Linked DNA regions of Mus musculus: region 2 is linked to region 1. A link is a contact called in public HiChIP or PLAC-seq data. All regions are on one chromosome and are shown on one strand. Each heading gives the region's core, a stretch centred on a gene start, on an enhancer-like site or on the middle of the called end of the contact. The rest is flanking DNA. Distances are from core to core; before and after follow the strand shown. Region 1 overlaps Agap1 (ArfGAP with GTPase domain, ankyrin repeat and PH domain 1). Region 2 overlaps Agap1 (ArfGAP with GTPase domain, ankyrin repeat and PH domain 1).

What was found. HiChIP or PLAC-seq counts read pairs in DNA pulled down with a chosen protein or histone mark.
Region 2: an H3K27ac HiChIP or PLAC-seq map of heart atrium shows a contact between it and region 1, with 5 read pairs. The contact joins two enhancer-like sites. A contact is called at or near these places in 8 of 484 Hi-C or Micro-C datasets (embryonic fibroblasts, forebrain, frontal cortex and 5 more) and 1 of 115 datasets of contacts at active chromatin or transcription factors (heart atrium).

The regions. Positions count from the first base shown.
Region 1 is chr1:89,473,900-89,480,684 of GRCm38.p6, reverse strand. The region is part of intron 1 of Agap1 (ArfGAP with GTPase domain, ankyrin repeat and PH domain 1); the gene reads right to left. Among named protein-coding and RNA genes, the nearest start is that of Agap1, 22 kb to the right of the region's middle. Within about 2 kb of position 1,529, at least 9 of the 459 cell types and tissues checked have an H3K27ac peak or open chromatin away from gene starts, as enhancers often do. A contact at or near this core is called in heart atrium, where this site is marked.
Region 2 is chr1:89,618,459-89,624,467 of GRCm38.p6, reverse strand. All of the region lies in intron 3 of Agap1 (ArfGAP with GTPase domain, ankyrin repeat and PH domain 1), which reads right to left. Among named protein-coding and RNA genes, the nearest start is that of Gm41914, 41 kb to the right of the region's middle. Within about 2 kb of position 2,312, at least 42 of the 459 cell types and tissues checked have an H3K27ac peak or open chromatin away from gene starts, as enhancers often do. A contact at or near this core is called in heart atrium, where this site is marked.

The DNA.
Region 1 (6,785 bases), core at 280-2,779:
GGCAGGGTGAGAGTCCAATGGCCATCTCCACACACTTCCTTCTGGGAGGAAAGGCCAACAACCAACAAGCCCTGAAGGTTCTGTACAGCACTCACAAATGCTCTGACCAAGACTATTAAGCTTGGAGGATAGCATTCTACAGCACAGGGGTTCACGGTGTCTCCCACTTCCTCCATGTCTGCAATCTCAGGGGCCCAGATACACCAGGCACCCTCCTACTCACCCTAAAACTGGCCCTTCCTCATAGCAGGCCTCCTTCCCCCCAGCTATGGCTCCTCGGTGTCACCCGTCGGCTCTCTTAGCCTCAGCTTTCTCGCTTCTCTCTCCCACCATCTGCACATCACGTCCATCTCCAACACCATCCAACCTGCTGAAGCCTCACAGAGCTACATGTGCAGGTAGAACCTAAGCTGCAAGGGAGATCCCTACGTTTAGGTGGTACCACACTATCAGCTGGGGTCCCTGATTCAATAAAAACACTAAAGCAAGCTGATCACAGTGTTTCCTCACCCTCCGCTTCCTAACTACAGATACGACGTGACCAGCTGGTTTAAGCACAAGTACCTCGCTGTATAAAACTGCATTCCCTTTATCAGCCATATTGCACCCAGAGGACATGAGATGAACCAGCACTCAGCCTCAGATTCTGACATCTCTAAATTGAGGATGGTGTCTTTAGATTGCTTTGGAAACTAAAACAATTAATAAACTAAACAGCACAAACTTTGTCACACAGCACACAAATCGCTGCTGTTGACAGTACTAGCTGCACACACACAAAGTCTGTGTGAGGAATGCTCTCCAGAGTGGGACCAGCAAGCCAGAGTCTCCTGTCCACCCCAGCTGTTGGGGCCCAAGGACAAGATGGTCTTCCAATAAAGGGTCAGTGTGCGTGAATAAGGAAACCCACAGAGCTACTGCAGGTCACACCCTCAAAAAGCACACATGGGTGATAGAGGAGAAGGAGAGGACATGGATAGATTAAACTGTGTACTCCTCCAAAGACCTATATTGAAGCCCCAACACCAGAAAGTGACAGTCAGCAGAAATGGAGATAACAGCATTGATGATGTTGATGGTGGGACCCCTAGCGATATAAGCAATGTTCACATGAGAAGGAGAAATATCGAGCACCCATGCACATGCCTGCAGACCACCTATACACAGAGAAATGACCTTGGCAGGACACAGTGAGAAGCTGACACATGCTAGCCAAGGAAAACAGCCTAGAGAGAAGCTACATCTGCCAGCACCTTGCTCTTGAACCCCCAGCCTGAGAGCTACGAGGAATGCTTTCACATCTCTAGATATCTCTGGTGTGGCATCTTGCCATGGCCACCACATGCACCATGCAGACACCAAGCCTTCCCAGTGTCTTGAGCATCGCCCACCAATCAGCCCAAGGTCCTGCCATCCTTCCCTTGCAAAGCCAATCAAAGCCTCTTGCCTGCCTTGTGCAGCAGCAGGCTCTGCCTGCTGACTTGAGAGATGCCTCAGATGAAGGCACTGACAGAGGAGAGCTGCACACTCTGCTCCCCATGCCAGGCAACTGCCACAACAGCAGATCTAACACCTCCTAAGGAAACCCACATCCACACATCCACCCACTTGACCAACACCTAGGGTTTCTGGCTGTGATAAGAGGCTAGGGGCATAAGCTAAGAATAGACAGCAACTTAGCCCACTGTTGCCCCACCTCCAGAGTGGGCAAATGGCCTGGGGCAGCACTACTTGTTCTCTAGGGCACAGGGGACATTCACAGTCATTTCCTTTGGAGTCCAGTTAAAAGGCTTGAGAAGGGGAGCAGCCACAGTGTTTGCTGTGTTTATTTCTGTGGAAGGAGCAGTAGAATATTCAGGAAACATTCATTCCACAAGCACTTAACTGCCAGATATGCATGGGAGAAGGATGCCAAGTGCTAGACGGATGGGAAGACAACAGACTGTGACCAAAATGTCTGGGAGGGAAGACAGGAGCTCAGCCAAGAGGAGCCAAGGGAATAGGAACGCCCACTTCAACAGCACTACAGCCTGAGGGGCCCATAAGCAAGAGCCCACACCTGAGCTTAGGAACAGCCTACCACCCACCAGGATCCACAGACTGACCCATCTGGAAAAGCCACACTCACCCCTACAACTGGTCTTGGCAGACCCAAAAGCCACTTGCCCTCCCTCAAGGGTGGCTCGTTTCCATTAGGACCCCAACAACAACAACACCCTTTACCCAGTTCTCTCTGAATGTCACCTCCAAGCTTTATTTACAAGGAGCTCAAGATAATGTGAGCACAGGATTATTTTACACACCTGTGTCAAACGTCACCAATATAGCATTCTACTCTCCCTGCCCCAAATGCTCTACTAAGGGGCACTCAACAACCCACCCAGCTCCAACAGAAGTACACTGTAACCCTGGACTTGGGGACCGTGCGAAGGAGCCTCTGTTGAGCCTCTCACCGCTGACAGAAGAGCCCTGTGAGTTCGGTAAGGAAGTCTACCATGAACAGATCCTGCTGCTCTGTAGCCCAAGCCTTTGAAGCACTTTTGAACTTTCTCTGAAGGACCAACCTGCTCTTTTCTCCTCTGTTACAATCCTGATGAAGCTATCAATCAAATTCTCCTGCCCTTCCCTGCCCTGCACTACCCAACAAAGCACAGGCTGAATCCAGGGGAACAGTTAACTCAAATAGTCCCCTGATGATCCAAGGGACTTGGGCCTGCCCCTTGGATCCCAAGTTCAGTTCATCCCAATGGCTCTTTAGCTGAAGCTAATTTCCAACCCCATGTTAAACCCTAGGTCATCTTGCAGTCTTCAGAATGAGTTTCTTACACTTCTAGTCATGGACCCAAGTAGTCCCTAGCTGGAGAGAAATCATCCCCAATACTCTTAAAGCAAGAAGTGTGTGCTTACAGGAAAGCTACCTCTTCTCTTTTCTTCTCTGAGACAGAGCTTCATATATAGCTGCCTCAAACTGGTTATGCAGCCAAGGCCAACCTTGAACTTCTAATCCTCCTGCTTTGGCCTCCCAAGTGCTGAGGCCACAAATGTGCACCAGCACATCCAACTGAAGGAGATCCAACCCGGGGTTCTGTGCCTGGTAGGAAAGCACTCTGCCAGGTGAGCCACTTCCTCCACCTGAGATCTCCTGAGGCCTTTACTTAGTGCCATAAATTCTGATGACAAGTCCCAAAGAGAGGATCCCTCAGTGACAGTCATGGCAACCTCAGCAACCTGAGTACACAGCCTTACCAAACGGTCCCTTCCTTACAGAACCTCAGTCCTTGTCACCACACAGGTACAAGTAGCGCTCAAGGCCACAGAGGGTGCCACAACAGCCAGGCTCCTCAGGGCACTCTCTGCAAGCCCAAGTCCTGGGTGAGATGCTGTCTCTATCACATGACCACAGTCTCGGAGCACTTTGACCCTTTGCTAGGTGAGTATGTGCAGTCACCCTTAAAACAAAGTGCACAGTCACATGCATCCCCAGGCCCAACCCTGGCTCAGCCACCAGGAGCCATCTGCGTGAGTCAGGGAACCAGTGATCTCTACTAACGACTAGGATATAATACAGGCCACAGAGTCAGGACACAGGTGACCCTGAGCCCCACCCGAAGCCTAGGACAGATAGGAGCCAGCCAGAAGGAACTGCAGGTGGTGCCCCATGCTGTCTCCTAGAAGTGAGTCTATAGGCAGTAGGTGAGATGAGGCTGAAGTGCAGACAGGCCCGTTACAAAGGCCCGGGTGTTCTGTTGGGTGACTACATTTTTTTCCTTTATTTGCTTCATGACTTATCCTCAAAAGCCTTCGGGGCAAGGCCAAGAATGCCATTTCATTCTTGAAGCCCTAGTGGGCCTTTTAAAGGCTTGGGCAGAACAAGGCCTAGCTAGCTTTATACTCTCAGATCTATTTATGGACTAAGTTGTTGGTCAAAAACATCGTTCTCTGAGGAAGACGTGTGTGTGTGTGTGTGTGTGTGTGTGTGTGTGCGCGCGCGCGTGCGCGCGCAGACCACAGTGGCACTCAAAGGTGGGGGGCTTGCAGAGTCAGCTGTGTTTGGTCACACTGACACTAATGCAAGGCTATGAAATATACACATCAACAGTAGGGAAATCCGGGCTGGGTAGGGAGGGTAGCCTTGCAAGCATGAGGACAGGAATTTGCTCTCCAGAACCTAGGGGGAAACTGCACGTGATTGTACTTGTGATTGCAGTGCTGGGGTAGAGGGCTGGAGACAGAAGGATCGCTGGAGTTTAATAGCCAATAAATAGTCAGTCTACCCTGACTGGGGAGCTCCAGGCCAGTAAGAGACCCTGTCCCAGCAGTGTAGCCAGCCTTTGGGACATGACACCCAGCCTGCACACGCATTCACCTGGAGATGTATTACCATGTACAGGAATGTCTGTGTGAGGATATGTGCATGGACATAGCACCCATGAAGACAAAGAAACAGATCTACCGGGAGCTCCAGCTTCAGGCAGCCATGAGTGCTGGGGACCAAACTTCGGTCCCCTGTATGAGCAGCCAGTACCCTTAACTACTGAGCCATCTCTCCAGCCTTAGGGGGTCAAAGTGAAAACTACAAACTGATGCTACTGGAAAAGAGTTAAACTTGGCCTGAAGAAAGCTGGACAGCAGCAGGTTTTTGGGCTTTCCACTAAACAGGTATGAAGAAGGGTCCAGACACTGGTATCACAAGAAGACACATGGGTCCACTACCACATAAGCAGGAAGATGGCAGGAATCTTCTCTGTCCCCAGACTCAGGCCCACCTCCTACTCCTCACACCATGACAACTGAATGGAAGGATGCAGATCATCGAAACTAGCAGCACCCTATTTGGGAACTGACAAGAAGCTGAACCCAGGCACCACCCTGACCTCTCTTGTTACCAGGACTGAGGAACTGAACAGTGGCCCCTCAGCACCATAGGGCTGTTTCCAGTACTTCTGCATGATGTCTGCAGGCATGCCCCTGCTACCTACAACCACACATGCGAAGTCAGTGCTGAGCTGAGCAGGGAACAGGCTGGAATCAGGACATCTGAGCACAGATGCAACTTTATGAATAGTTTCAGCACATAGATGGTTAAATCCAAAGATGCTGACAGACAGGGTGACTACACCCTATATACACAAGTGGGAAATGGGGGCCACAGGGTGGCTACATGCTATGTGACCCCGTGGGAAACAGAGGCTGTGGTGTGCATGCAAACACACCACACTCAGAGTAGCCCTCCTGATCATGGAGTGAGGGAAGAAAGGGACCAGTCTTCTTTTTTCAAACATCATCATATCCAGATTATTCCAGCACCAAGAACGAGCCAGGAAGCCATGTGTGAACTAAAAGTATGGGAGAAGATGCTAGAACTGACACAAAACTCCCTGAAGACTAACCTTGATCAGACCGGGCGCCACCTCCAAAAGGAGTCCCCAGGCGGAGGTGCCAGGCAGCCAGAGGCCCGCACTCTGATTAGAGACGAGGAGTATCTCTCCCAAGGCGCTTATTGAGAGACTACAGCTCTCAGTCATCCATTTTCACGATTACCTGGGCAGGGAGGCACAGGCAAGCTCTCCAGCTGGTACAAAGGTTACCCGCCAAGAAGAGACAAAGAAGCCACACAGCAGTGACTCGCAAGGCAGAAGAACCAGGAAGTCAGTCCAGCATCTGCTCAGCAGTGGCACAGAGCAAGGCATGCCCGAGCAGGGACGGCAAGGCAGGTCAGGAGGTATGAGCTCCCACCCTAAAGTCTGCATGGCTCTTAGCATTTTCCAAATGGAAAACAGACTCTTGACCAAGATCAAAGGCAGCTTCCCAACCTTGCCGATACAGTGTCAGGTCAAGAAGGGCTCAAAGACACGGGCATGTCATGGATAGTGACTAACCATACACTCCAATCAGACATGGGAGGCAGGGGGTGAGTATGGGGGTGGACAGGCAGGCAGACAAACACGGATAGAGAAAGAGACAGAGACAGAGACTGACTGACTGACATGGAGAGACAGAATGAGATGGACACACACACTGAGAAAACAGAAAGAGAAACAGATACACACACATAAACACACACACAAAGGGAAAAAAGATACAGAGAACAGATATACAGAGAGAGAGATGCAGAGAGACAGACAGACAGACACACATACACACACACACACATACACACACACTGAAAAAGAGAAGATGAAGAGAGAAAGAGAAGCAGACACCCACACAAAAAGAAACAGACACACACAAAGGAAGAGAAAGAGAGATAGAGAGGGAGGGAGAAGAGACAGAAAGAAAGGCAGACAGACACCAACATACTGGACTCCTCCAGAGGCCTCTCTGTGAACAAAAGTCCCCACCTGGGGACACCGAGTGGGTTTTTCTCCTCCCCTCTAAGTGCCAGAGAAAGGTTCTAGTCTGCAAGTTGTCAAAAGGAGTTCCATGTAAAGGTATCCGGGGGCTTGCTCCTAGCCAGAGAACAAGTCAGTGACCTGGCCAAGCAAAGGTTAATCATCAAAGAACTCAGTCAAAAGTCTACCTATGGCAGTCACACAGAACTGGAGGGGGAGCAGGTTCCAAGAGAAGCTGCACTGGCTTCTGTCCCAGGGCCTGGGATGGGCGGGCAGTCCATGCTGAAGAGCCAGGGATCACAGGTAGCCTAGGTTATACGGAAGGGTTGGGTCACTCCAGCACACAGGCACGCATACCTCCTAGAAAATGCCACCATCTCCACCTGAAACAGGTATACAACCTTCCCAACGCAGGCCTTTCACAGAGAACAGAGACAGAGGGGAGCCCAAGGC
Region 2 (6,009 bases), core at 1,063-3,562, 140 kb before region 1:
AACATCTGACACTTTCTGAGAATCCAAACTACTGTGGATTCTGGGATACTTTGGATTGTTGGGTTTTTGAAGTAAAGATGCCCACTCTACTTCTGAATTCAAATCTGCCATCTTATCTTGGCCATTAGGTCCTGTTTTCTACCAAAAATTCCAGAAGATAACCAAATTCAATTTTCATTTTTAATGTGTTTTTTTTTAATGGAATCCGAATGCCTTGTTTGTCATGTGAGTATTCTCTGCTATTTCAATGTTGGTGTGTGTGCTGCTAACATACACATAACTGGTCAATCTAGATTTAAAGTGTCTATTTAATATCCAAATCTAAGTCATTCTCTCAGAGGTCTACCACATCCAGCCATCCATTTCTAGCCCGAGAACAACTGTGAACTTCTCTGACTATTGGTTATGACTACCTATCATTAAATTGCAAAAGGTGTCACATATACACCTGACCTCTCTGATGGATGTCTGACCCATGCCTAGCTTACCTCTTGTGTGTGTGCAGGTTCTGGGGTGCTGTTGAAGGGGGGTCGTCCTCTTACTCAGAGCCCCATACTGTTGCCCCCAGACTGGTAACAGACTGAGATGGCTGTACCTTTGTCCCATTGTAAGATGCTGATTGGCAAGACTCTGCAATTGGAGAAATATCTTCCTTCCCATGCTGGGAAATGCAGTCCTTTCCCTGTTCGTAGTAACCCTTCCCCAGCTACAAGGCTCCCTTTGCATCATGCTGAGTGCAGTGGCCCATGGTAACTTCCTGAACGGAATCTGGACAACAGCGCTGTGTGCTCACCTCCTCTGAGAACCAAGCATGGAGTTAACTCAACTTCAAGTCTCTGCTCATCTCCAACATGTACCTTCCAGCTTCTGCTGCCTTTGTGCAGCCCTGGATCTTTTGTCGTGTGTGTATACGTGTGTGTGTGTGTGTGTGTGTGTGTGTGTGTGTGTGTACATGCACATGTGCGTAGGTGCACACGTGTGTACCTGCCAGAAGTCAGCCTGGGTGCTGATGCTCTGTGGCCCTACACCCTGCTTTTTGAGACAGCAATACTTGCTGCCCTAGAGCTTACCAGGCTAAACTATTAGTGAGCCAGGCTCAGAGAGTCGCCTGGCCCTCTCTTATACAAAGGTTATAAGCATGCATTACTATAGCTGGCTTTAAAACAACGGAAACGAGTGAGTTCTGGGGACTGAGCTCACGTCCTCCTGCTTCTCCTGCTTCTGTGACAAGCACTTTACCACTAACACCCACTCCCCAGCATCCTGACTTCTCCCCCAAGCCAGGGCCGAGGAAAGACAAACTTCTGCTCAGCAACACATATGGCCAGCACGTCAGAAAGAACTGTTCAGTGAAGGCATAGCGTGCTGCTAAAGAAGAGCGCAGCTGTGTTCTCTGGCTGTAGAGCATACTTTAAAGGTCTGATTAGGGGTGTTTCTCACCATCCAACCTCAGCCAATTTCAAGGTGACTATTCTGAGACTCTCACTGTAGGAACCAGCTCTAAATCTGGGACACCACATGCCAGATAACTGGCTTCCTTCTGTTTCAGCTCACACTGGGAGGAGCTGCCACGGTTTATTCCTCTCGCATGCTGGGCCAGGGTCCCATCTCTGTCCAGTTCTGCTTTAAGGGGTAAAATAACAGTTAAATGGAATTTTCCGAGTCCAAAAATAGGAATGGCCTGGCGTAAGTAAGGCCACAGATGTCTGCCTGTTTCATCATTCCCAATACTTGCACTGAAAGCTATTAGTTGTATCTATAACAGTTGTCCAAGCAAGGAAGACTGAGGACAATGACAAGAGCCCTCTCACAGTGACATGGACAAGCACCACTTGAGTTATTCCCCACAAGTGCCTTGTGACACAAGCATCAGAGACCAGCCCAGAGCCTTTGGGAAGCCCTTAAGACACTAAGGGACAGAGAAACCCCTGCCCTCCCACGGGCCTGTAGGAAAGAAAGCCAGAGCTCCTGGTCCTCGAACCGTCCTCTTCCATGTGAACACCAAGTCCCACATGACCCTAATGTGACCCTGTCTGCAAAGTGACATTCTCCTCAGTCTTGGAGCTGACACAGAGGATGCAGGGAGCCAAGTAAGCCTTCTCCCACTAAGCCCCAGCTCGGGGGGCTGCCACTCTAAACCATCGCTGTGCTGCCGAGACCACAGACCTCTGCTGAAACCATCAGGCCTTCTTGTGGTTGTGCCCATCTCTGATTTGGCATGCACAAGGAAGGGCCTAGAGTTATACCGAGCTGGAGCTGCCTTTGTGGGGCCACTGCCAAGAGGCGAGCTCAGTCTCACCCCTGAGCCTAACCCAGTGGCCCTTGCAGCAGGTGCCAGCTGGCCCAGAGCCTAAACCCTGGCAAGAGGAAAGAGCAGGGATGGTACCAGGTCTCTTCTTGCCGCTTCTAAGTAGATGGTTCGTGAGATCAGCCTTTTCCCCTTAGCTTCATGGTGGTGCAGGACAAGTCCCTGCAAATGTGGTCGCCTTATTATCTAAAGCAAAGGGGACTGAGAGACACTGTGGGCTGCAGGCCTTTTCTGTTCTCCCTAAGGGAATATAAACTTAATCACAAATGTGCCAAACTCCTTTAAAAATTAATGCGGCTTTTAAACTATGACAAAAATATTTAAGCCAGTACTTTATGAGATTGGGGCTCTGGAAAAGTTTAGTATTGTGATATTTGAAAGGAATTTTGGACCACATAGTATTTTTACAGTGGGAGCCGAGGTTATTGGTAACATAGTCGTTTATAAAACTTAACCAAAACAGATTTCCTTTGCCATGCATTTTGAGCTTATGGTGGGAAATAAAAAAACCGCCCAGAGCAGTGTGCTAAGAGTGAGTGAGGAGCCAACCACACTCTGTCAAGGTCTCTGTGGGTGGGTCACTAGGGAGGAGGGTGACCCAAGGTGGCCTCCCTTAACTCAAGTCCCTGTCAGAAGAAAGAAATTGAGAAGGGACACCTCAGTTATAAGCTGGGCTGGCCCATCAGAACACAATGGGGCCAGAACTGACTCCTCCATTCCTGGGGGGAGGGGAGGGGGAGGGGGAGGGGGAGGGGAGGGGAGGGGAGGGGAGGGGAGGGGAGGGGAGGGGCGGCATGAGAAGGAGCGGCACAGGGCAAGGCTGTGAAACAACCTGAGGCCCCACTGAAAAAACAGAGCCCTCTCCCACAGCTGGCTTCTAGAATGTGAGAGGCTTCCATCTGCAGAAGCAAGGCCTGTGCCCACAGCAATCTCAGGAAGAGGAAGTGCTGCTCTGTGCCTCAGGACACACGATGGATGCTGGAGGAGGGCCTTCAGCAGATGCACAGGGGCGGCAGGTCCCCTGGTCTCTAACCCAGAGAGAGTTACCTTCCTGGGGAGGCAAACAGAGGTAGCCAGAACATTATGACTGTCAGGCTGGTGATGGTCACTCATCGTGAGGTTCCTCAGGGCTCTGTGCCCTCTGCCCTTGCAGCTGATGAGGCAAATGAGAGCGGTCCACAGAAGGTCATTTTCTGAGGAACTGGCACTACAGCCTCAGAGCCCAGGTCAGTGTGGATAACCATAAATGATACAGATACTCCCCCGACCAAAAAGAAAAAAGAGCCAATACAACCCTTGTCTCCAAGACAACGATGGGACAGAGATGCCCATCATTGGAGAAGCAGAAATCATAAGGACAAGATATTGGGCAAATATCCCAACAGGGGAGGGATCAATAGGGGAGGAGTGAGGGGAGGAGGGGAGGCAGCAGTGAACCAACCCCAGAGGACGAGAAAACAAAACCCAAGACACTACGCACCAATGCTTTACACTTGAATGTAGCAGAGCTTGCCAAGGGCAGCAGACGCTGGAGCCTGAAAGCCCAGTTTATATGTACAGGCGACACCACTGCTCTCCTAGGCTTTGCTGAGACATCTAGTGATGTCCTCGTGTCTATGATATGGCCTAGAGGCCATTTCTCAGATGGCCCCTGTCACTGAGCTGTGCCTGACTATGCTGGAGAAGGTTAAGAAGCTATTTCCATAAAGGGCCAGAGTACTTTAGGCTCTGTCAATGTTTATTTTTATTTCATTGTAAAAACCTCTTCATAGCTCATAGGCAGCAACAATTCAGGTCCAGGTAACCACTATTTAAAGGTTACTACTGGGTTCTCCCTCCCATGCCAGGGACTAAACCCAGGGAAGGCTTCAGCTAGCCAAGGCCCTGCCACTGAGTCACATGCTAGTCTGCACTCTGAATACTCATACTGTAGATAAACACACACTTACTGCTCTGAAGGTCACTCCGTCTGTCCTCAGTCTCTGGGGCATCATTTGTGTTGCAATCCCATGTAATTTGTTTACTAGAAGGAATACATTAGGTTCTGCCTCAAGGCTTTTGCTCCTCCTGAAAGGGACTCTCCACTGAGAGGACCCACACCTCAGGCTGGGGAGCACCACCAGCACACTAGCCTCCTGTTCAGAGCTGGCAAGGCAAGGTGTCCTTGTGCCCTCTTTCTGAGGCTGGAGCTACCGGGCCTCAGGCTCAGCCCAAGCCTGCCAGACCTCGCTTCCTCCAGGACCAGCCTGCATCTGAAACATTTTGGAATAAGGTCTATGCACTCTAGACGCTGGTGTACGGGCCCCAAGCTGCCGGCATTGTTGAAGAAGCCAATAATCCTGATGGGACATGAGGGCCAAGTATAGAGGGTTCCTACAGATCACGTTTACCAAAATCTAAGTCAGTTCCAAAGCCAAGAGGAAGTCTGGGGACTCCTAGCTACAAAGTCCCCACCTCATCTCCAAAGCATGTACTATGTCACTGTCACTTCTTGGGTGGGGACAATTCTTTAGGAGTCCTGTTCTATTCAAACTTTACTTCATGCAACCTAAGGCATCTTCCTATCAGCGTGTGAAGGGCAGGAGCAGTGTGGACTGGTTCTGTCGTCACGCGCCCTCCCCAGTGACCGCACGCACTGTCCTTTCAGCACAGCTGGTTTGCCCATTGGGCCCTTGAAAAACAACTGCTGTGTTTCATCAGTTTGTCTCCTATTTTTCATGGTGTTAGATTTTTTAAAATTTAAATGCTTATCAATAAGCAGTGGGGGTGGGGGACTCAAAAAGCCAGAAACTGCTGGCCAGATATGCTGACCCCACGGCCACAGGGACAGGCCAGCCTCAGGCGCAGCAGCACACACGCCAAGTGTCTCTGCCTAGGTCCCACCTAAGAGTCCTCACATGGTGCACCCTGGAAATCTCCACGGGCAGAGGCAGGAGAGCACTACTAGCAATGTCTGGTTTCCTTTTCTGGTCTGGACCAATCACAGATAAATCAATTACACAAACTCATTACAGCCAAGCAACGTAGGCTGCTGTCAGTATGGGGCTCTGTGCTGAGATTACACACACACAGTGTTGGGCCCCGTGCTCCTTGGATATTGTGGCCTACACCCACAGTAGCTCTGACAAGGACACACGTCCTTGTATGGACCAGGAAGGGGAGTATGTCCAGGAAAGAGCAGAGGCTTCCACCTAGGCTCTGTGGAGCCGTAGAAGTTAAGGAGTCGCCTGTGTGAGGCAGGATTGGGGTATATGTACACAGTGCTGTCCAACTCTGGTCTGCACCACACTCGGAGAGTGACGGGAAGATGAAATGCACTGCACAGGCCCATTGTTTAAACTCTCAAAGAACACTTGTCCCTCTGTGGCTACAACACAGGCTTGGTTCTACCTCCATCACCAGCAGTTCAGGAGCCAACAGTGAGGCACACCTCACTACTGTGTTCCCCGAGACTAGCTGACCAGAATCTTTTCTTATACCTAGACATACCTATCGGCTCAAAGACAAAGCACAAGGCTGGAGCATGGTCAATCAGAACAATCTCGGACTATTCTGCTGGAAAGAGAAAAACAAAGAACTGAAAGGCAAAAGAGAGAAACATTTCACTCTTTCTCTGTACATGGTCTGGCACCATGGTCAGGGGCATCAACAAGCTGCTTGGCACTGGGTGGGGAGAGCTGGCTAGCTAGCTACATGAGCGT